Regions from separate parts of the Mus musculus genome. Here regions 1, 2, 4, 5, 6 and 7 are each linked to region 3. Evidence: chromatin contacts called from public HiChIP or PLAC-seq and promoter capture Hi-C data. All regions are on one chromosome and are shown on one strand. The core of a region is the stretch at or near the end of the contact, and the rest is flanking DNA. Distances in the headings are between cores, read along the strand shown. Region 1 has its middle 67 kb from the start of Cnksr3. Region 2 holds the start of Cnksr3 (Cnksr family member 3). Region 3 holds the start of Mtrf1l (mitochondrial translational release factor 1-like). Region 4 holds the start of Lrp11 (low density lipoprotein receptor-related protein 11). Region 5 holds the start of Zbtb2 (zinc finger and BTB domain containing 2). Region 6 holds the start of Akap12 (A kinase (PRKA) anchor protein (gravin) 12). Region 7 holds the start of Armt1 (acidic residue methyltransferase 1).

Region 1 (2,700 bases), core at 173-2,672, 1.5 Mb before region 3:
GAAATGCTTAGACTCTGGTACCCTCCAGTTACTTGCTTCTCTTTAGTGAACCCCTACTATATGGGAGCCTACCCCAACTTATATATAAGTAAAAGTGAAAGTCAGTTTTCCCAGACTCCTTTGCGGGTATAGCTGAGGACTTAGATGCTTTTGTTGGTTTGTTTGTTTTCGAGACAGGGTTTCTCTGTGTGGCTTGGTCATCCTGGAACTCACTCACTCTATAGATCAGGCTAGCCTCGAACTCAGAGTTCTGCCAGCCTCAGCTTCCTGAGTGCTGGGATTAAGGGTGTATGCCACTGTGCATCACGAGCAGGAGGCAGGTTTAACTAAATAACTACTCCCACGGGCAGAGATGCTCAGCCAGACAGCTACAGTGAAACGGTAGGCGATAAATGGGTTAAAGGAAGATTGGAACGTAGGACTCTGAAACCCAGGGAAAGTTCTAGTAGGGCCTATAGTGGCCAAATCTCCCACACATGTCACTTTGGGTCACAAGCATCCTTTAACCCTCATAGACTTTTATAATACAATCATCTGTAGTTTCACAGCTGTAGAAAGGCAGGGAAGTGCTCTTAACACACAGACAGACACCTGGGGAAAGTCTCTCACTCTAAAACCATGGGGCTGCTACACAGGACATGTGACACGCTGTTCTGGATACTTAAGGGTGTCTAGAATTAGCAATATTCTCACAAGGACAGTTTTGTGACATGGCTCTCCATCCTTTCTGGAAACAATTTAAAATGCTAATGGACTTGATTTCTTCTTAATCCAGAGTTATATGATGGCTATACGGTAGCTTTCTAATAGTAGCAACAGAGAAGAGTGGTGGGAAGGACTGTTGGTTAGTAGCGGGCACTTGCCTTCTACATGCTCTGGGATAGATCTGAACTGGCTGAGGCCCATGGGGTACAAAGATATTCCAGAAAATGTCCCACTCTATACCGTTTAAAGCTTGAAGGGACTTTGAAGTGGTTTTAAAGTTCAATTCTCGCATTATTTCATTAAGAAGTCAGAGTGAAATGGCATGTGTATAGACTCACATAGTTAGTTAATAGAAAAATCTACATATTCAGAATCATTCTCTCCCTTAAATTTCTCACATTAAAAAGAAAAAGAGAGCTGGAGGATTGCTCCCCCTCAGAGCAGATGCAGCTCAAAGAATAAACTCTGAGCATTGCTTTCTACGTTAAAGCTTCCAGTCTATTAACGTTCATTTGGGGAGAAGTTGTCTCATCGTTGCAGCCCCCCACAGACACAGGAGAGCTTCCCTGAGCTGAAGTGAGCTGGCTTTCTGTCACGGGAGTGGGCATTTCCTTAAGCAATGCCGTCCCTTTCTTTTTAATAACACATGGCCACTTTGAGTATTGAGCTGCTCCTGGCCCTTCCTGCCCCTACTCCCCACAGGGAAGAATGCTGTGCTGGCTTAAAGCTGAGGCAAATACTTCTCCTTATGCTTCTTAAACAAGCCAAATATGTTCTCCGCTCTCTTGGAATTTGCTTGCATTTTATTATTCTTCTATTTTTTTCCTACATGAAGCATGTGCCAGACGACTAAGCAGATTACTATGCGTGTTTCACACAGATTAGCAGCTGCCTTCCAGCTTCAGGAGATGGATTTGGGCAACTAAAAACAGTACTTGGGGAAAAAAAAGCACTCTGATATTTTTCTCTGTGTGTATGTGTGTTCCAGAATGTGTGTGTGTGTGTGTGTGTGTGTGTGTGTAGTGTGTGTGTAGTGTATGCATGTGTGCATATGCAGGGCATGTATATGCGTTTGTGTGTGAATGTGGAAATCAGAGGTCTCCCTCAATTGTTTGCCATCTTATTTTGGGGAACAGGGTTTCTTATTGGGACAGAGACTCATCCATTAAGTTAGATTGCCTTAGGGAGCCCTGTAAATCTTTCTGTCTTTGTCTCTTTAGAGCTGGGATCATAGGAGCCTGCTGTCCTGTGTGGACACTTTACTGTGGGTTCTGGGAGATTGAATTCAAATCCTCAGGCTTGCAGGACAAGCTCTTTACCAACTGAGCCATCTCTCTGGCCCTCTGACTTCTCTCAAAGGAAAATAGAAGATGTTTTGGGATGGGCATAGAGGGAGGAGGAAAAGAGATAGAGGAAGCTTGGGGGCAGTGGATGGTGAATGTGTGGTCATTATCTTCATTCTTGAGCTGGTTTCATAGCACTGATCCTGCCTCTGGTTAAATTGTACATTTGGGGTATTTGCAGCCTGTCCCATGTGCATTGTTCTTCAGTAATGCTTTTTTTTTTTTAAACAATAAAGCTAATGCAGCTGGGTGTGGTGGCTCATGCCTATCATGTTAGAGCTTTTGAGGCTAAGACAAGAGCTTTGCTGTAAGTTTGAGGCCAGCCTGGGCTACAGAGCAAAATATTGTCTTACAAATACAAACATAGGTGAAGGGGATGGCTCATAGGGGAAGTTGATGAAGCCTTGCACATGCACTCTGGAATTCACACAAACACTCCCATCCACACATGGACAGATATATATATATCTCACAAACATACAAATACACATGTACACCTATATACACACAAATACATATACATGTATATACACACATGCAAACACACATGCATACACATACATACATACACACAGACACACATACACACATATACACACATACATGCATACAAACATACACGGAGGCATACGTATATACAAACACACATATA
Region 2 (2,700 bases), core at 7-2,506, 1.4 Mb before region 3:
TATTTTCGAAACTGTAGGCACAGTTCCCACTGTGCAGAGGTCAAGATGGTTAAGGAAAGACAGATGTCAAAGATCATTTCTTAAAAAGAGGGCAGCTACTCTACCAGGAATTTTCTCATGGCCGGTGTCAAGTTTCTGGGTTGGGTAATTACTCTTGGTTAAAAAAAAAAAATCGCTATTTTTGATAGTTGTACCTCTCCATTGCATAGACGAATTGCTCAGGAAGGCTAAGACAGTGTGTACGCTGTACACCCAAAACACTCACTATACAACAGATAGCTGGGTGCTAGCAGTGATTCTCACGTGTAATAGAGAGCAGCTATCCTAACAGAGGAAATATGAACGCAGTGGTTGGTGCAGGGAAAGCAACTGCGGGTATTTACTGAATCAATAAACACTAGCCACTCCCTTACTTCAGAAGATAAGTAGTTGGAAGGGGAAGATCAGATCCAGCTCAATATACCCCAATAACAAGCAGCTTCCTCCTTGGATAGGGTTAATAGTTGCTCAGGGGAAGATGGAAATCAATAACTATAATTGAAAGAAGACTTCACTAGGGCCAAAAGAGTGTCTGCATGTGTGTGGGAGGGAGGTAAACACCGGTTATAGGGTTTTCCCCAGACCCGCGCTCTGCTTCCAAATTGAGGCTTGTAGTACAGAAAGGGCTTTCCTCTCCCTGTCAGAGGCTGAACTAGGCAAGGTTCTCTCTTTTTTTCTTTTCTTTTTTGGCTCGCTGACAACTTTCGCCTCAGGGTTAATGACTAATCTGAATCGAGCGTTAGGTCATTTTGAAAATATGACTATTACATTATGTCAAAACACAACTCAAAGAGCTGCCATTCTGGTGTTATTAAACCGAAGAGTTGATACACTGTAGCGGCCTTGGAGCAGTGGCACACCGCCATCCATTTGTCCAAAACACACACAACTGGCCTACTTTAGGAAACTTAAAAGGCTGAATAGCTAAGGCGAGATTGCGACTCGAAGCTTTTAAAAACGAGAACAGACACATCTCAAACCAACACACAAAGACAAAAAAACCTGTTTACAGGATTCAGCTGCCACTAAGCTGGGACCTCTTCGGAGCCAAGCGGCTCTCCAGGACTCAGGCTGCAGCTCCAGCCCACCCCTTGAAGAGGAAAAGTAGATCCCTGGCGTCCGGAGCTGGGACGTAGGAGGGAAAGAAACCGGAGTCTACGTCATCGCGGCCCCGCCCCTCTCACGTGTTGCTCCCGCTCCGCCCCGCCCCCTCTCTTATTCCGGCAGCGCCGAGCGGAGCAGAAACTTTGCAACCCGAGCGCGCACGCTCCGCTTTTTTCCTCCGCCCGGGCGGCCCGCGACGGTGGCGCAGGAGGTGGGACCCACTGGCGGGAAGGCTCGAGGCGGGGGCGCACGCGGAGTGGGGACCTCGGGGACGGACACCGCTCGCAGGAGCCGCGGAGGGCCAGCCGACCTAGAAGTTCCCGGCCAGAAGAGTCCCACGCCAGGGCAGCCCCGGCCTGGGGTTTGAGGTTGCAACCTGCTCCCGCTGCTGCGGTGGTTGCGGAGAAGCAGCTGTAGCAGAGAGCGGCGTCGGGGGAACTGCATCTGGACAGCGGTAGCTGCGGGGAGCAGCCGTACGGGACATAGCTGTCCCGTGCGCAGAGACCCAGGGCCGCGCTTCCCTCGCAGAAACCGCAGCGCGATGGCCCGCTGACTGCGGCCATGCAGGCTTGAGCGGACTCCCGGCACACGCAGGGGACAACCACGGGCGCAGGCTGCAGGACTCCTGTCGATTGCCTAGCCCAGCGGACAGCGAAGCTGCTTACCATGGAGCCCGTGACCAAGTGGAGCCCCAAACAAGTGGTGGACTGGACTAGAGGTGAGCGAGCCGTGGAGGACCCCCGCGCCCTACAGCCGGGGAGATGGGGCGGGCCAAGAGTTGGGCACTGGAGTGCTCTGCCCCTCCTGCCGGCGACAAAGCAAACTTCTACTGAGCGGCTTGTGCGTCTCTTTCTGGTGCGCCTGCTCCGATCGGTTTCTTTCGGTGGGGGTGCGCGTTGACTGCAGCCGACTGGACACCTATATTTAAGTCAGGGAGCTATGGGATGGCCTTTCCGTGGAAGATTGGCTGGGAATGTGGGGCTTGGGATTTGGCGCCAGGGCACTCTCTCTGCCAGTTCGGGTACGGTGGACTTGCTGCCTGTAGCCAAGCGCAGAGGCACAAGGCGTCTTTGTGTGGGTGACTGCCCCTGGCCCTGGATCTAGTAAAGGCTGCGGGCCCAGAGCAGTTCGCGGGCGTGACCTGGCAGTTGGGCAGGTAGACGAAGGCTCCTGCGGCCAGCCCAGCCTGTTTGTTTGGGTTGGAGAGGGCGAACGGGCTTTCGCGCCTGCGAGGACCCTAGCGCCAGGACTCCCGCAGAGGCAGGGACTCAGCTCTGGAGGCGCCAGGACCCCCAAGGGCGCAGCGTTTTGAGGCCAGTTAAGCACTGAGAGGGAGCCGAGTGTCTGGACTACAGTCTGGTTCTGTACAGTACTCGGGAAGAGGAAACTCAGTGGGTGCTGGACGGTGTAGCAGGAGTGGAAGGGTCCCTGTTACTTTATCTTGTCTCTCCCGTGATTGCTAGGGATAGTTGCTAGAGTTACTCAGCTCTCTTTGACCTCTTTCAATAGTACAAAGTTTACCGAAATCAACCAGTGGAATCTCAGGGGTCCCACCTC
Region 3 (2,700 bases), core at 184-2,683:
ATGCCAGTGCCCTTGTATGTGATGCTAAGGATTGATTAGATAGGATGCAAAATTCATTTTATATAATCTTGAAATTAGTAATTTTGATTAGTGTTAATGGTAAGAGTACCCATTTGATTCTAAACAGAGAACAGTTTGATCAGCAGTGAACCACCATGGTCCAAAAAACAGCTAGTAATCCAGTAGAATTCGCAAGTAGACTAAGCTTCAAATTCTGCATCCTCAGGAGTGGCTTGTCTGGTTTATTCACATCCTGTTACCCACTTCTCTGGTAGGCAGTGGTTAAGTCTTTTGAATTGCAAATACATAAGTTAGTAGTCAGGAGGGTGGATGTCCACTAGAGGGAGGCCTTTGATTTTTCTCTCTTTCTTTTTTTAATTGCAGGGCTGCAGACAGCCTTGAGCAAGGTAAGCAAGTACTCCCCGAGAGTTACAACTTCAGAGCAGAATGAGGAAAGTTTTAAAATGCTTCATTGTGTTGTAGTTTGTTAGTTTTAACTTGGATATGGAGGAGGAGGGAGCAACAGCAAGAAAGTGAGAGAGCAATGGAGAGTCGGATTGAGTGAATCAGAATGTGAGGCAGGAAACGGAGAAACCTAGTGCTTGGTGTGGTGGGTGACGATAGGAAAACAGATTTTGTAGCGTCCCTGGGAGGTTTAGTAGGATATGCCTGTCCTTGAAAGGAACCTATGTCAGATGACCACCCTATAATTAAGCCTTAGAGACTGGAGATAGATGACTTCTGTGGCTGTGGACTCTGTGCCTGCTGGTCGCTTGACTATCCTTAAGTCTCACAGCCTTGAGAAGCAAACCTTCACCTTCAGACTGCAGACACCTGCTGTTCACTCCAGCCTGGCTCGCTGGGGAACAGGTCTTGGGGAGCAGCCAAACTCGGCCTGAGGGCGGAGTCGAGGCTTCAGAGTTGGTCTGGAGGTGAGGCTTCTGAGTTCAGCCTGTAGGCGGAACTAGGTGGAGCTCCACCCTGAGAGACGAGGCGGAGGAAGCGCTTCCTCCAGGAGCCGACCCGAGAAGGCGGGACTGAGGCGTTAAAGCTCCTTCCCTAGAGAACAGGGCTGAGGAGGCGGAGCCGCGCTTTTGGAGTTTCCTTTGGAGGGCGGGGCCGAGGAAGCGGAGCTGAGGCATTGGAGCTCTTCCCTAGAGGCCGGTCTGAGGAGGTGAAGTTCTGTCTCAAGGCGGGGCTGAGGCATTGGAGGCACTCGCTATCTCAAGGTCACGCCTAGGCAGCAGAGCTCGCCCACTAGAAGTGGGAGTCAGGCGTGGGTGGTTTCCACGCCCCCGTGGAGGCGGGGCTGAGACGGTGGAGCTCCGCCCTGAGGGGGGCGGGCTGAGGCCCCAGACCTGTCCCATTTGGAGGAGGAGCTGAGAATCCGGAGCCCCTCCCCTGGGGTAGGGCGGAGACTTCGGCGCTCGGGTTGGAGGCGGGGCAAACGCGTCCAGACCTCCCTGCCCGCTTGCCTTTTGACTTTAGAGGACCTCCAGGCTGTACTACGCTTTGCCGGAAGTTCTCGTAACATTTCCGGCAGAACATTTCTGGATCGGAGACCTTCCTAGAGTGTTTGTATATTTTCTGCTAGGTGGGCGGCCCAGCCAGGATGCGGAGCGGGTTTCTGAGCGGTGCCCGGCGCCTGTGGGCCCGCCGCGCCTTCAGCCGCACGCCGCCGCCTTCCGAGGAGCTCCTCGCCCGCGGCGGGCCCCTGCGGGCCTTCCTGGAGCGCCGCGTGGGCTCGGAGGCCGGTGGTCTGGACGCTGGGTACCCCCAGCTGGCCGCGGCCGCCCGACTGCTGAGCGAGAAGGAGCGGGAGCTGCGGGACACGGAGTCATTGCTGCACGGTAAGCCACCCGCTCTAGTGGGTTCGGAAGCCATCTGCGTTCCAGATCTTGTCACTAGGGTTCTGACAATCCTCCATTGGGCTCTCTAGAGCAGTCCCTGGACAAGGTGCTCTGCCAAGTTAGTCCTCTGAAGTCACTAAGGTTCTCGGTTGCTTCCTCTCCCCTCCTGGTGTAAGACCCCCGAAGCTAGGCCTCCGCTCAAGTCCCGGGATGAGCTGGCCAGCACCCCAGTGACCCGAGAGAAAACCACACCTGATGCAAACTGCAAGAGGTTTTATTATCAGCTAGCTGAGGACGGTGCCGGGCAGGGGAGTTCGACCCCAAGCAGTGGCAGTAGGGGGCTTTTAACAGCTAGCTGAGGAATTGGGAGGAGTTGGGAGGAGAGTTGGGAAGAGTTGGGAGGAGTTGGGAAGAGAGTTCTTCTCTTTTCTGTGTCCTTGGTGAAATTTACAAGGCAGGAGTGGGTAGTGAGTTCTTTCTGAATTTTTATCTCCGTGTCCTCAGCACAGGAAGGCAGGCATCTCTGGTTGTAAAGTATAGAAACAAAAAGGCTTTTTGCTGGCTATAGAGAACAAAGAGCTTCTTTCTGGCTGTATTTTTAGAGATCAGGGAAAGCAAGCTTGGGGAACGTCCAGGGGCTTTCTTTACCTTCCAGGGAGAAATGCTCTGTAAGTTGGGGTCTCACACTGGCAGCTCAGCTGCACAGGAAAGACTCGCTAGTCCCAGCAGAGGAACTAAAGCCGCAGGTGAGTGTATGGCATTGGCACACTGCAGTGCAAGAGGAGCGATGCACTGTATGGTTAGAACTCGAGACCTGGAAATTCATGTTTCCCTCGAGATTCCAAAGTGT
Region 4 (2,700 bases), core at 116-2,615, 1.8 Mb before region 3:
GACCCCACTACAGAGCTCCAATCCCCTCCACACACAGCTGGCCTCCTTAAATTGAGTGGAACACAAAACCAACAAGGTCACGAATGTGGGGAAATTTTTGGGCAAGGGATGGAAGAAAAGAATGGAGATGGAGTGACAAGTTTTCCTTCATATTTTTATATCTGAAGGAGCTATGTGTTGGCAGAGAGCCAAACCAGGAAGCAGGAGTGGGTATTTAGGAGCAATTCTGCATCTAATCAAATCTTGTCCTTGCTATTTCCTGCGGTAAAACACGCTTTATAAAACCTATGAGACAAAATAAAACTAAAATAATCTTTACTGGGACAAAGAAGGTTCCGGGCTATCGTCTTAAATCGATCCGTCAGTGCTCTCCGATCTGCCCCCTTATCTTCCAAAGGCAGCCCAACGGACCCTGTCTGCTTCTGCCCCTCTATTGCACTTTCTTAGCACCAGCCCAAAGTCAGAGAAAAATGTGAACCACTTTCCCGGTTACCCACAGCTTTAATCCTCTGGAAGCAGAGAAGTTTGCTCGCTCGATAGCAGGCGGGACCCTCCTGGCGTCGCTTACCTGGCCGGGGAGGGATCCCAGCGGCGTCCTCGGCGCGACTGAGGGTGTAAGTGCGGTACCCGCGGAGTGGCGCGAACTTGCAGACGCTGCGGCCGCGCGCCGTGCAGTTGAACAGGTAGCAGCGGGGTGCGGGCATAGGTGCGGGCACGCTGGGCCCCCGGGGCAGCTGCACCACTGCCACCGAGCAGCTCGGCTCGGAGCAGCAGGCCGTCACGCACTGCCGCCAACCCCGCACGCTCCCGGGTGCGCGCAGGAAGCTGGCTCCCGCCGCGATGGAATCCTGGGTGCGGATGATGGTATCGGGCACCGCCCGGTAGACCGCCGTACCGCCCGCACCCGGGCAATCCTCCCGCGGGCCGCCCAGTAGCTCCGGCTCTAGCTCCTCGCGAGGCCGTGCCCGCTGTAGCTGCCGGCGAAAGTCCTGAAGCAGCCTATCCACTCCGGACGACGGAGCGGCGGGCTCCCCGGGCCGGCTGCCGGGCAGCCAGAGGCAGAGCAGCAGCAGCCCGCGGAGCGCGCGGTGCCGGAAGCCGGGGCCCGGTCCTCCTCCCCTTGTGGCCATGGCACGAGCGCGGCCTCAGAGCTCGGCGGCCCCGGGGCCTGGCTGCTTCACGGAGGCGGCGAGTGTGCCGGCTTCGAGAGGCATCGCGGGCCGGACTCGGCCGGACTCGGCGCCGCCCTGGCCCTGCTACCAGGCTGCGAGCTTTCGGTGCTTCTATCTTCGCTCCGGCCGCGGAAGCGCACCGGGACGACGAGCGGCCTCTACGTGGATCAGCACCGGCGTGCGGACAGCGGCTGCGACGGGGCGGAGCCTGGCGTGCTGGGGCGGCTCCGGGGCGGGACTTCCGCAGGTCTGTCGGTCTCCGGCGCCCGGTGGGGAGGAGGAGGGGACTCCCCGGAGTTGCCTGGCTGCTCCGCGGCTTGATCACACCCTAAGCAGCGTGGGTGTTTGGGCCCATCAGGCCTCATTCAGCAAGCAGACTCGCGCAAGGCCATAGCTCACAGGGCAGGGCACTCGGGGTTGGAGGGAGGGGAAGAGTCAGAAAATCCATCAGTCTAAAGTTCGGGGCTACTACGGAGAGCGACGGGTACAGCCAGGGGACCACAGACAACTTTGGCAGTCTTTTGGAATCCAACTTCGTTGCATTATTTATTATTAAAGAGATTTGGACTATGGTAGGTAATAAAGGAAACAAAACATTTACATTCAGGTTCTAATTCGCCTTTCAGTTTCGTTTAGAGAACTTAAACACCAGAAGTTTAGCAACAGAAAGCTGAACTTGTGAGGAGGCAAAGGCCGGGCAGTATGGGAAGGAGGGTTGGGCCGATTGATGATCTCCCATCAGTTTACTGGGTGTTGGGATGGATGACACCTGATTTAGTTTGACTGATAGAACACAATACTCTGAAGTGTGCGGCTTCAAGATCAAGATATCATCGTATTCATTTCTAAAATGAATGTTAAGTAAGTCAGTGCCCACGAAGTGCTTAGACACGTGGAGAAGCTCATTATTACTAATTTTGAAGTCACCTTTTGTTTTTAAATGCTTTTATTTATTCTTTGAGAATTCCATACATCTTTACCATATTCTAATACCTTCCCCTACTCCACCCAGATCCGCACTCACCTCCCTCCCTTCTTGTTTCACTTTTAAAACCCAAAAACAACATTAAACCCAGAAATGTGGAATCTGAATTGTGTTGACTAGCTCCTCTTGAACATGGGGCCTCCTCTGGAGTAGGGCTTATATACCCAGTGTCACCAGATTGAAAAAACACTACCCCACCCCCAAGCTATTGTGAACAGCTTCTTGGCCAATGGTGGGACTCTATTATCCACTACCTAGCCTCTGTGCTAAGATCTTCTCTGGCTTCGCCCTGAGCAGATCTTGTGCATGCTGTCACAGCCTCCTCAATGCCCTGTTCTGCCTGAAAAACACTATTTCCTCGTACATGGTGTCTTAGTTAGGTTTTACTGCTGTGAGCAGACACCATGGCCAAGGCAACTCTTACAAGGACAACATTTAATTGGGGCTGGCTTACAGGTTCAGAGGTTCAGTCTATTATCATCAAGGCAGGAGCATGGCAGCATCCAGACAGGTATGGCACTGAAGAAGGAGCTCAGAGTTCTG
Region 5 (2,700 bases), core at 111-2,610, 1.4 Mb after region 3:
ATGACTCTCTCTACACAACAAATCACATTCATGTTGGTCTCTTTCTAAAGGAAATAGAGCATTCCAGTGTGAAGGACAGCACTGCTGTTTTACTGATAATGCCCTAGAACTCGCAGGTCACGGTCAGGACTCGTTTGTGGACGCAGACGTTTAAGCACTCTACAAGCCATTCATCTAGCTGATCAAAGGCTAGGAAAGTTCAAGGCAGGTATCCACGGGATCTGTTACTCACACTGGGCAACACTACAGCTACACAGATGTTTACATCCTCGAAGAAATTAGTCATCAGTAGGTGTACATACAACTGGATTGCTAAGCACACTCACTCGAGGTTTCTAGGACGCACAGTCAGTGTACAGCATTGTGCTAGGAGTCTGACTTTCAAAACCAAACGGGTTTGGCATCAAGGTCCTTACAGACTTCTGTGCTGGCAAGCCAAGTGTTAGCTGCCAGCACTTATTTACAAACAAGCGTAAAATCTAAGCTATGTAAAGTAAACCACTAACTCAAGCACGCAAAAGGGATAAAACTGTACTACCTGAAGCACAACTTCTAGCAAAAGGGAAACATAAAAGGTCAACTTTAAACCCTTAAGAAGGTTCAATCAGGGCATTCCAATTCCCCCGCCATGTTACCTGTTTCAGAATCTCCCTTTAACACACCCCACAGGATGGCAACTCTTGACTCTACTCCACTAGATCCTCAAGAGACCAAAAGTCAACCAGAGTATCGTCCTGTCCAAATGCACACAGCGCAAAGCACCACAAAGCTTAACGCGCAGGGAAGTATCCCACTCAATCCTAACGGAAACAGCTTAGCCTACAAGTCGCCTATGCAACGCAGCAAGCACCTCGACCTCGCAACACAGGACATGCAACGATAGCTACTTCTGTATGACTTTCAGCCAGCACCGATCAACAACAGCCCAACTCCGTATCTTCGGACGAATAGCTAACCCGGAGCAGTCCAAGGACAAAGGCAGAGAGAGCCAAGAGATGTCAAGCATCTCTTGACAGGAGAACGGGCATGCGTCTCCCTCTGCACCCCTGAAAAGACCGTCTGCAGCGGCAGGACTGGTCCTACCTAAACACTCTGTAAACAAGGGGGCCGGGCCGCCAGCCTCCGGGCCCGGCCGCTGAGAAGTTTCCTCGCCTCAGCTGCACATGGCTTGCAGAACTTTGGCTGGGGCCGCGAGCCCAGGCTGGGTGGAAGCCGCAGCGCCGAGCTGCAGGCGGCGGCAGCAGCGGCGGCGGCGGCGGCGACGGCGGCAGAGCAGCAGGAGGCGGAGGCGGGCGGGCAGGGGGGAGGGGAGCGGCTGGGGGGGCGGAGGGGCTCTTGCCGCCACTGCTCTCTCGCCGCCTCTCCCCCCCGGCGGGAGCCGCTCTCAGCCGCTTTGCACTAGTCGCTCCGCTCTCTCGGTCATGTGACCTTAACGTAACCGGACAGGAAAAGCCCCGCCGCCGCCGCCCGCCGCCGCGCCGGAGACACCGACCGCGGCGGCAGCAGCAAGCAGCAGCAGCAGCAGCAACGCGGGGCAGAGGCGGCGGCGGGGACAGTTAGGCCAGGCCGCCCGGCTCTGCCTCCCCTCTCACGCCCCGCCGCGGCCGCCCGCACCGGCGACAGGTAAGCGCGCACCGCCACCGCGTCCCGGGGCCCACGTGCCGCCCCCGGCCCGGGCTCCGGGAAGCAGCAGGGAGGGGCGGGAGCCGCCGGAGCTCGCAAACGGTTCCGGCAGCGGCCGTGGCAACAAAGGCGACGAATGACTCCCGGTCCCGGGGCTCCCGGCGAAGGCAGGCGGCGGGCCCTAGCGCGCGGGGCGCCGGGGCGGGGGCGGCCCCGGCGGGGCGGGGGCGGCGACGGCGCCAGGCGCCGGGGCCCTAGCCGCCTGACAAAACCATCCAGGCAGCCGGGCGGCGGCGAGTCGCGGCCGCTCCATCCGGGGCTTCGCAGGAGGGGGAGGGGACGGAAGCCGAGAGGGCGGGCGCAAGGGGAGGGGGCGCTCCGCGTTCCGGTCCTAGTCGCCGGTGTCTGCTGCCCGCCGCGGCCAAGGGCGTCCGGAGCGGGCGGCTGCCGGTGAGCGGTCCCGCGCCGGAGCCCCGCCAGGTGGGCCCATCAGGTGCGTACTCGGCCGTCGCCTCCCGCCGGGGTTGTTGTCTTCGCCGCCTCGGCGGCCAGGCCGCGAGCTGCGGAAGTGGGTTTGGGGGAGGGGAGGCAGCAGGGAGGGGGAGGGGAGGGATCCGGTCGGACCGGAGCAGGCCCGGCCTCTCTGGCGCGTCTCCCAGCTGCAGCGGCTCCTACAGCTGCTGTCGCTACTGCTACGGCTCCGCCTCCCGCTCGCGGGCGGGGGCGCGCACGCGCGCTTCCGGCCTCGGGTCTCGCGCTGTCTGAGGCTCTCGCGCGCGCTGCTCCCCTCCCCTCCCCCCTCCCGCCCCTCCACCACGCCCCTGGCGCCGGGGCCGTGGCGCCGGCCGGGGCGGTGCGCGCGCGAGGCGTAGGCGTCGGCATTGTGTTGGGCGCCGCGGGACTCGGGGCGCGGGCGCGCGGGCGCGGGCGCGGGCGCGAGCGTGCGGGGCCTAAGGGAGGGGCGAGCGAGCGAGCGAGCGGCGCGACCAGAGTGCGTTGCTCCCCCTCCCCTGGGCCCCTGGGGCGGACCCGGACGCCGCTCCGCCCGCTCCGCCCCCTCCCTTGCGGGGCGGGGCC
Region 6 (2,700 bases), core at 146-2,645, 1.6 Mb after region 3:
ACACGTGCTGGAAAACAGCCAACAGGCAATGTTGCCATCCGGGCGTGGCTATGAAATCATTTGAGAGGCTGAGGCAGGAGGACTGCCACTAGTTGGGCTAGCTAGTGAGTTCCAAACCAGCCCTGGGCTACAGAGTGAGACCCAGTCTTAAAACAAGTAAGCAAATTAATTAATTAACAACCCTAAACAATAACAAAACAAAAGGAACAGAAGTAAAATACAATAATGAGAGCAAGACACAAAGGTAAAGGCTGTGATGGGCAGGGCAGGGTCAAATATTCCAGTCTCAAACTAAGCATCCCTATAAAATGCAGTATATCTAGAGCTTTACAGTGGACTCGACAGAAAGAGTGCAAGGAACGCTTACTTAAGCCTTTTCCTACATCCGTGCAGAACTTCTAACTCCAATGTTTGTTTATCCAACTGAGTCCACAGGCAGTAAACTGTGAGAAAGGGAGACAGGACTCCAGGAGCTTTGCCTATCCCTCCATTCGTGCTTCTGCTCCGGTTCTCTCTGTCTGGAAGAGAGCTACATGCATGGCTCTCTGCATTAGCTAGGCGGTGTCCCAGGCGCTGCCGCAGGACTCTGGGTACCAGACCTGGTGGCCCGGGTGGAAGCTGGTATCAAGGCCAACACTGGGCGGGGAACCTAGAACCTAGGTTTGCCCTGCTTCAAAGCAGGTCCCGACTTCCCCACTCTGGGACCTGGGATCTAGGGGTGTGTAAAGTGGCTTAAGAAGCCTGGCCGTGGTCAATTCTTACGGATGCCCCACCGGCCATCCCCCAGGCTGCCAGCCCACCGGAAGAGAGAAGAAAGACTAGAGAACGGCGGTCAGGGCAGATATGATGGTTGCAGAAGGGCTGGCTAGGTCGCCGCCCTTAGAGACCCTCCACAAAGATGCCAGCCCCGCCCCGGTGCAAAAGACCCCAGAGACTGCACAGGGCTGCGCTCGAGTTTGCAGATGGGCTGTACCGGCGGGAAGTTGTGGCAGGCGGAAACCGCCGGGACGCCCCATCTCCATCCCGCCCCACCCGGGCAGGTGGCTGCAGCTTACCTTGGTGGCGGGGTCCGCGTCAGCGGGATCTCCAGCTGCTCCCGACGCTTCCGCTGCGGGCCCATGGCCACTGAGCTCCAGCTCGCTCGGCGTGTCGCTCTCCGCCGGCTGCTCGGGGCTCCGCTGCTCGGTGGAACTGCCTGCACCCATGGCTCAGTGGCTTTCCTACTCTCGCCGGCTAGCCGTCTTCCTGGGACCGCGGAGAAGCAGAGGGGCGAGGAGATGTGCGCCCAGGACCACAGGGACTAAGGGGTGAGGAGCACCCGCTCTCCACGATCCTGCTGAGAACACACCCGGACTGAGAATGAAGGGGACGCGCTCGTGGCAAACTCCTTAAAAGAAAAAAAAAAAAAAAAAGCCACCTCGTAGCCTCCTCCCCCCTCCTTGTTTTTCCCTCCCTTCATCACATGAGCACAGCCCAGACACGCCTTGCAGCATCTCCCCCTAGGCTGCTAGGACCAGAGGCTCCGACACCAGGCCCCCAGCAGCCCACCCCGCCCCCAGGGCTTCTCGGGTCATTAAAGGGGGACGAGGGGTTTGGGGTCTGTCCCAGGGCTGCAGAAGGTTCAGGAGCAGCAAAGAAGGGGGCGGGGGCAAAAGCTTTGTTTTTTTAATGTAATGATTGATAACCCAAGGTTGGATCTTCTGCAGACTAAGGATTTACATTTGACCAGGCGGGAACCCAAATCCCCATTTGCTTTTCTTCAGGTTGGGTTTGACTTTAAGCATTTGTTTCTAGCTTTCTCTCCTTCAGCCGGAGAAAGGAAGCCCTCCTGGGCTGCTCCTGAGCCTGGCCATATTAGGGCGGCTCACGTGGCAGGAGCTGGGAAACCCAGAGGTTGATGCAGTCAGGCCACCGCTGAGGTGGGCCCAGCGTCCCCATGATCCCAGCCAGTGATGTCAGCTGATGCCATCAACAGAACTCGCCGCCCTCTTTCCCCGGGGAACGCGCGGGGAAATGAAGCTGTTACTGGAAATGTGCCTGTCCTTTGAGCGTCTGATGCTGAAGGTTACACATCCAGGCCATTCGTCTCTCTCCCGACGCTTAAACACCACATTGGCTTAGGTCTGCTTAGTCGCCATCGGCATTATCAAAACACGAAGATTTCTCTCGTACTAGCAAAGAAAGGGCCTGTCTGTTTTCTTCCTCCACTTGATTAAATACTCATTGTATTAACATGGCAGCCAATAAGTCTTAAATTGAAATTTTGTTAGATTACCCGTCACTAAGCATTAAAATGCTAGGGGGAAAAGATGAAATGATGTCAGGTGAGCCCGGTGCCATGATTCGTGTCTGAAATCCTGATGCTTCAGTGGCTGAAGTTGGAGGGTTAGCTTGAGCCTGAGGCCTGCATGGGGTAGGTAGTGAGTGAGTTTCAGCCAAGTCTGAGAGCCACAAAGCGAGGCTCTGTGGATGAGTGAAGGAATTAGTGATTTAAAATCAGTAAGAGCATTGAATCTAGATGCCAGATAAATATCTTGTCCCTAGATTTGATACAGGTTACTTGAGTATCAATGAAAACATTAATTTAGCTAATAACACTTGGTCCTTATTCATGGTCATTTAAGTGTTTATTGGGAACAACTCGGTTTTTCAGGATAAAATTTGGTTTCTCCACTTATTTCGGAAGGCCAGTTTCTTTGG
Region 7 (2,700 bases), core at 128-2,627, 1.4 Mb after region 3:
GGGCTGGAGACAGGCCTCAGCAGGGAAGGGCACCTGCTACCAAGTACAACCTCCTGAGTTCGATCCCTGGAACCCACATGGTAGAAGGACAAAGGGGACTCCCTACACAAGTCGTCCTCTGACGTCCATTCCTGGGTAATGTCACAGGTGAGTGCCACACTCCCCCAACACATAAAAACTAATTAAATCATTTGAAAATAAAGTATTTGAAATATGAATTTGGAGCCTAGTGGTGTCTCCCTCTATAATGACACAGAGTATAATGGCAGGAGTATTGGGAGTCCCAGGTCATCCTTCACTACATAATTCAATAGCTCCGTGTCAAAAGAAAACCAACCATCCAGCCAGACAAGAAGATTGGCTACTTAGCCAATGCTTATTTCTGCTCTTACTTATAACTTTGCTCTCAGCGTTGTAGCATATTGTAATTCCCCCTTTGTCCACAGGTTTGCCTTCCCAGGGGCACTCAACCAGTTTAAAAACATTGCAAGTGGAAAATTCCAGCAGTCAACGATCTGTAAGTTTTAAATAATTTTAATTAAATTTAAAGTAAACTAACGTCCCACTAATTGTTCCATTTTGCTATTAGCTGTTTTGGTGAATCGATTGTGCCTAACAAATTTCATGAGAAGTGTGTATAGGGGGGAAAACTCTAAAGATGAAAATTGCAAGAACTACTTCTAATGATGTTTATTTTGGGGGCCAGTGAGATGGCTCAGTGGGTAAAGGCACATGATAAATCTGCTGCCCGCGACCGAGTTCTCGTTGAACTCCTGAGAGGTGAAGGAACAAAATCGGCTCCAGAGCTGTCCTCTGACCTCTAACGCGAATAATGGCATGTGCGCGCACACGCAAAATTAGGACGTTTTTAAATATAGAGTTATTAGTTTGACCCATACCATTAATACACACCGCAGTAGGTATGAGTCCTAATTGTTGGCCCCCGCAGCGCCTTTCCTTCTCACTTGTTAGAGACAAGCTTTTTCCTAATGTATCCCACAGTGAGCTCGAACTCACTACGAGCTCAAGCTGGCTTTAACTCGCAGCAATACTCCTGCCCCAGCGTCTCAATTCGGGACAGAAAGGAAGAAGGTACACAGCGGAACTAGCTAGGTCCTGACGCCGGCCAGCACAGCGAGCCGGCTCTCTCCCACCGAGGTGGGACTCGAACTCTCAGCTTGAGGATCCGGCGCTCCCGACCGCCCACAGCTTCCTCACCCAACATGGGTTTTTTCTCCCAAGAGCGCAAGAAAAAAAAAGCGAGACGCACCCCTCGTCCTTAGCGGAAAGAAACGCCGGGGACTCGGCCATCACACCGGCACCACAAGCCACTCAACTGGCGTCGCCCGGGGTTCAACGGCCGCGGTTCCAGAAAGGAAGCGTTGGAGCTTTTTTTTTTTTTTTTTTTTTTTTTAAGCGCTTTTGAACTCAGAAACTTTATTTGGTGGTCTGGCCAGGGTCAGAACATGGGGCGCAAGGGCCTTCCGGCTACGCGAGCGGAAGCCCTGGAGGACCGGAGGCGGTAGCCCGCCGAGCGGAAGGGGGGGGGGGGGGCGCGGAGCGGTCACGTGTTCGGACGGTCACGTGTCCCAGCTTGCCGGCCTGGGGCTTGCAGTGCGCCTGCGCCGCAGCGGGGCGGGGCGGGGTGTGTTTCCGCAGAGGTTCCTGCGGCGGGAGCGTGCGCGTGGGCGTCGCGGTCGTCCTCTCCGCGCACAGGTCAGTGCTTCGCGCTTCCCCAGCCGGAGAAGCTGGTGAGGAGGTGTGGGCTTCGGCCAGGGCCTGGGAATTTAGCCGGGAATCCGAAGCACCTCAAGCCAAACACTCCCGACCCCGCCGAGTTGGAAGCAGGGCATAGTAGTAGCTGCCAAGGTGCATGAAATCACCTTGAACTTAGGAACTGGAAGAAGTGCTCCCAAAGGTCAGCCCCACTTACCCGCTGAATCTAACCTGGATGCAGCCGCTTTTTTCATTGATGGTATTCTGCATCTCATGTACAATATATTTTGGTTATGTCCACCACCACCCCCAGCCCTGCCGTCAAACGCCTAGGCCTACCCATGTCCCACTCCCAACTTAAAACACTAAGTGCAATTAGTGCTATCCTTAGGCACATGGACATATTATGCTTAAGGATAATGCTCAAAAACTGCAGCTCCCTTGTGTTTCATTTTAAAAATTTACTTGACGCCTCTGTGCCCAAGGACACTACTGTCACTGAGCATAGGGGGACAAACACAGAAACCTGCTTTTGAAGAGAGGCAAAAATCTCCTTTATTGCTTTCTGATATCACTGTCGCTAACTAATATATATTATCCCTTATTTGCTCATTTCCAGAGCTAGCATACTGCACACGGTAAGGAGTAGTCATTGCATGAATTAAAAAGCTAAAAATACAAGGTATGTAAGTGGTGCTAAATATGAGGACAAAGTAAAAAATAGCAAGAGAATGGATGAGTGTTGGTTATAAGTATTAATCCTGTCACTCCAGAGGCAGAGGCCAGCCTGGTGTACAAAGCAAGTTCCAGGCCAGTCAAAGAGAGAAATTATAGGTTATCCAGAGAAATCCAGTCTTGAAAATCCAAAGTGGATGTGATGGATGTGTGTTGGTTATATGTATTATACCAAGTCACTGAGGGAGTCAAGTCCTTAGGAGGAGAGCTTGTGGACAGGTGAGTGGAAAGGCCCAGAGGGCCTGGAAC

Evidence for each region. Promoter capture Hi-C pulls out the DNA fragments that hold promoters and counts their contacts. HiChIP or PLAC-seq counts read pairs in DNA pulled down with a chosen protein or histone mark.
Region 1: an H3K27ac HiChIP or PLAC-seq map of embryonic stem cells shows a contact between it and region 3, with 10 times the contacts expected there. The contact joins the enhancer-like site here to the promoter of Mtrf1l in region 3. A contact is called at or near these places in 5 of 39 promoter capture datasets (the 3T3-L1 cell line, hippocampal neurons and liver) and 2 of 115 datasets of contacts at active chromatin or transcription factors (astrocytes and embryonic stem cells).
Region 2: a promoter capture Hi-C map of pre-B cells shows a contact between it and region 3, with 6 times the contacts expected there. The contact joins the promoter of Cnksr3 here to the promoter of Mtrf1l in region 3. A contact is called at or near these places in 13 of 39 promoter capture datasets (the 3T3-L1 cell line, the C10 cell line, cranial neural crest and 9 more), 5 of 484 Hi-C or Micro-C datasets (Sertoli cells, bone marrow-derived macrophages, embryonic stem cells and 2 more) and 7 of 115 datasets of contacts at active chromatin or transcription factors (cardiomyocytes, embryonic forebrain, embryonic stem cells and 3 more).
Region 4: a contact with region 3 is called in a promoter capture Hi-C map of embryonic stem cells, with 7 times the contacts expected there. The contact joins the promoter of Lrp11 here to the promoter of Mtrf1l in region 3. A contact is called at or near these places in 9 of 39 promoter capture datasets (the 3T3-L1 cell line, 3T3-L1-derived adipocytes, embryonic stem cells and 5 more), 1 of 484 Hi-C or Micro-C datasets (embryonic stem cells), 3 of 115 datasets of contacts at active chromatin or transcription factors (embryonic forebrain, extraembryonic endoderm stem cells and stem cell-derived neural progenitor cells) and 3 of 9 other capture datasets (adipose tissue, embryonic stem cells and liver).
Region 5: a promoter capture Hi-C map of hematopoietic stem and progenitor cells shows a contact between it and region 3. The contact joins the promoter of Zbtb2 here to the promoter of Mtrf1l in region 3. A contact is called at or near these places in 19 of 39 promoter capture datasets (the 3T3-L1 cell line, 3T3-L1-derived adipocytes, the C10 cell line and 13 more), 5 of 484 Hi-C or Micro-C datasets (CD4 T cells, Th1 cells, liver and 2 more), 5 of 115 datasets of contacts at active chromatin or transcription factors (astrocytes, embryonic forebrain, large pre-B cells and 2 more) and 2 of 9 other capture datasets (adipose tissue and liver).
Region 6: a contact with region 3 is called in a promoter capture Hi-C map of pre-B cells, with 7 times the contacts expected there. The contact joins the promoter of Akap12 here to the promoter of Mtrf1l in region 3. A contact is called at or near these places in 1 of 39 promoter capture datasets (pre-B cells) and 1 of 115 datasets of contacts at active chromatin or transcription factors (embryonic stem cells).
Region 7: a promoter capture Hi-C map of pre-B cells shows a contact between it and region 3, with 6 times the contacts expected there. The contact joins the promoter of Armt1 here to the promoter of Mtrf1l in region 3. A contact is called at or near these places in 8 of 39 promoter capture datasets (the C10 cell line, embryonic stem cells, erythroid cells and 3 more), 4 of 484 Hi-C or Micro-C datasets (CD8 T cells, cardiomyocytes, embryonic stem cells and 1 more), 3 of 115 datasets of contacts at active chromatin or transcription factors (astrocytes, extraembryonic endoderm stem cells and stem cell-derived neural progenitor cells) and 3 of 9 other capture datasets (embryonic stem cells, liver and macrophages).

Annotation. Positions count from the first base shown.
Region 1 is chr10:7,277,768-7,280,467 of GRCm38.p6, reverse strand. No RefSeq gene overlaps it. Among named protein-coding and RNA genes, the nearest start is that of Cnksr3, 67 kb to the right of the region's middle. Within about 2 kb of position 1,422, at least 35 of the 459 cell types and tissues checked have an H3K27ac peak or open chromatin away from gene starts, as enhancers often do.
Region 2 is chr10:7,210,793-7,213,492 of GRCm38.p6, reverse strand. It overlaps Cnksr3 (Cnksr family member 3), which reads left to right and starts at 1,256. Exons shown (of 13, transcript NM_172546.2): 1 at 1,256-1,861. The coding sequence starts at 1,810.
Region 3 is chr10:5,822,676-5,825,375 of GRCm38.p6, reverse strand. Mtrf1l (mitochondrial translational release factor 1-like) reads left to right here and starts at 1,433. Exons shown (of 7, transcript NM_175374.3): 1 at 1,433-1,850. The coding sequence starts at 1,613.
Region 4 is chr10:7,588,482-7,591,181 of GRCm38.p6, reverse strand. Lrp11 (low density lipoprotein receptor-related protein 11) reads right to left here and starts at 1,365. Exons shown (of 7, transcript NM_172784.4): 1 at 569-1,365. The coding sequence starts at 1,130.
Region 5 is chr10:4,386,768-4,389,467 of GRCm38.p6, reverse strand. It overlaps Zbtb2 (zinc finger and BTB domain containing 2), which reads left to right and starts at 1,360. Exons shown (of 3, transcript NM_001033466.3): 1 at 1,360-1,623.
Region 6 is chr10:4,265,024-4,267,723 of GRCm38.p6, reverse strand. It overlaps Akap12 (A kinase (PRKA) anchor protein (gravin) 12), which reads right to left and starts at 1,395. Exons shown (of 4, transcript NM_031185.3): 1 at 1,056-1,395. The coding sequence starts at 1,205.
Region 7 is chr10:4,431,282-4,433,981 of GRCm38.p6, reverse strand. Armt1 (acidic residue methyltransferase 1) reads right to left here and starts at 1,377. Exons shown (of 5, transcript NM_024261.2): 1 at 1,271-1,377. The coding sequence starts at 1,311. Rmnd1 (required for meiotic nuclear division 1 homolog) reads left to right here and starts at 1,594. Exons shown (of 13, transcript NM_025343.6): 1 at 1,594-1,716.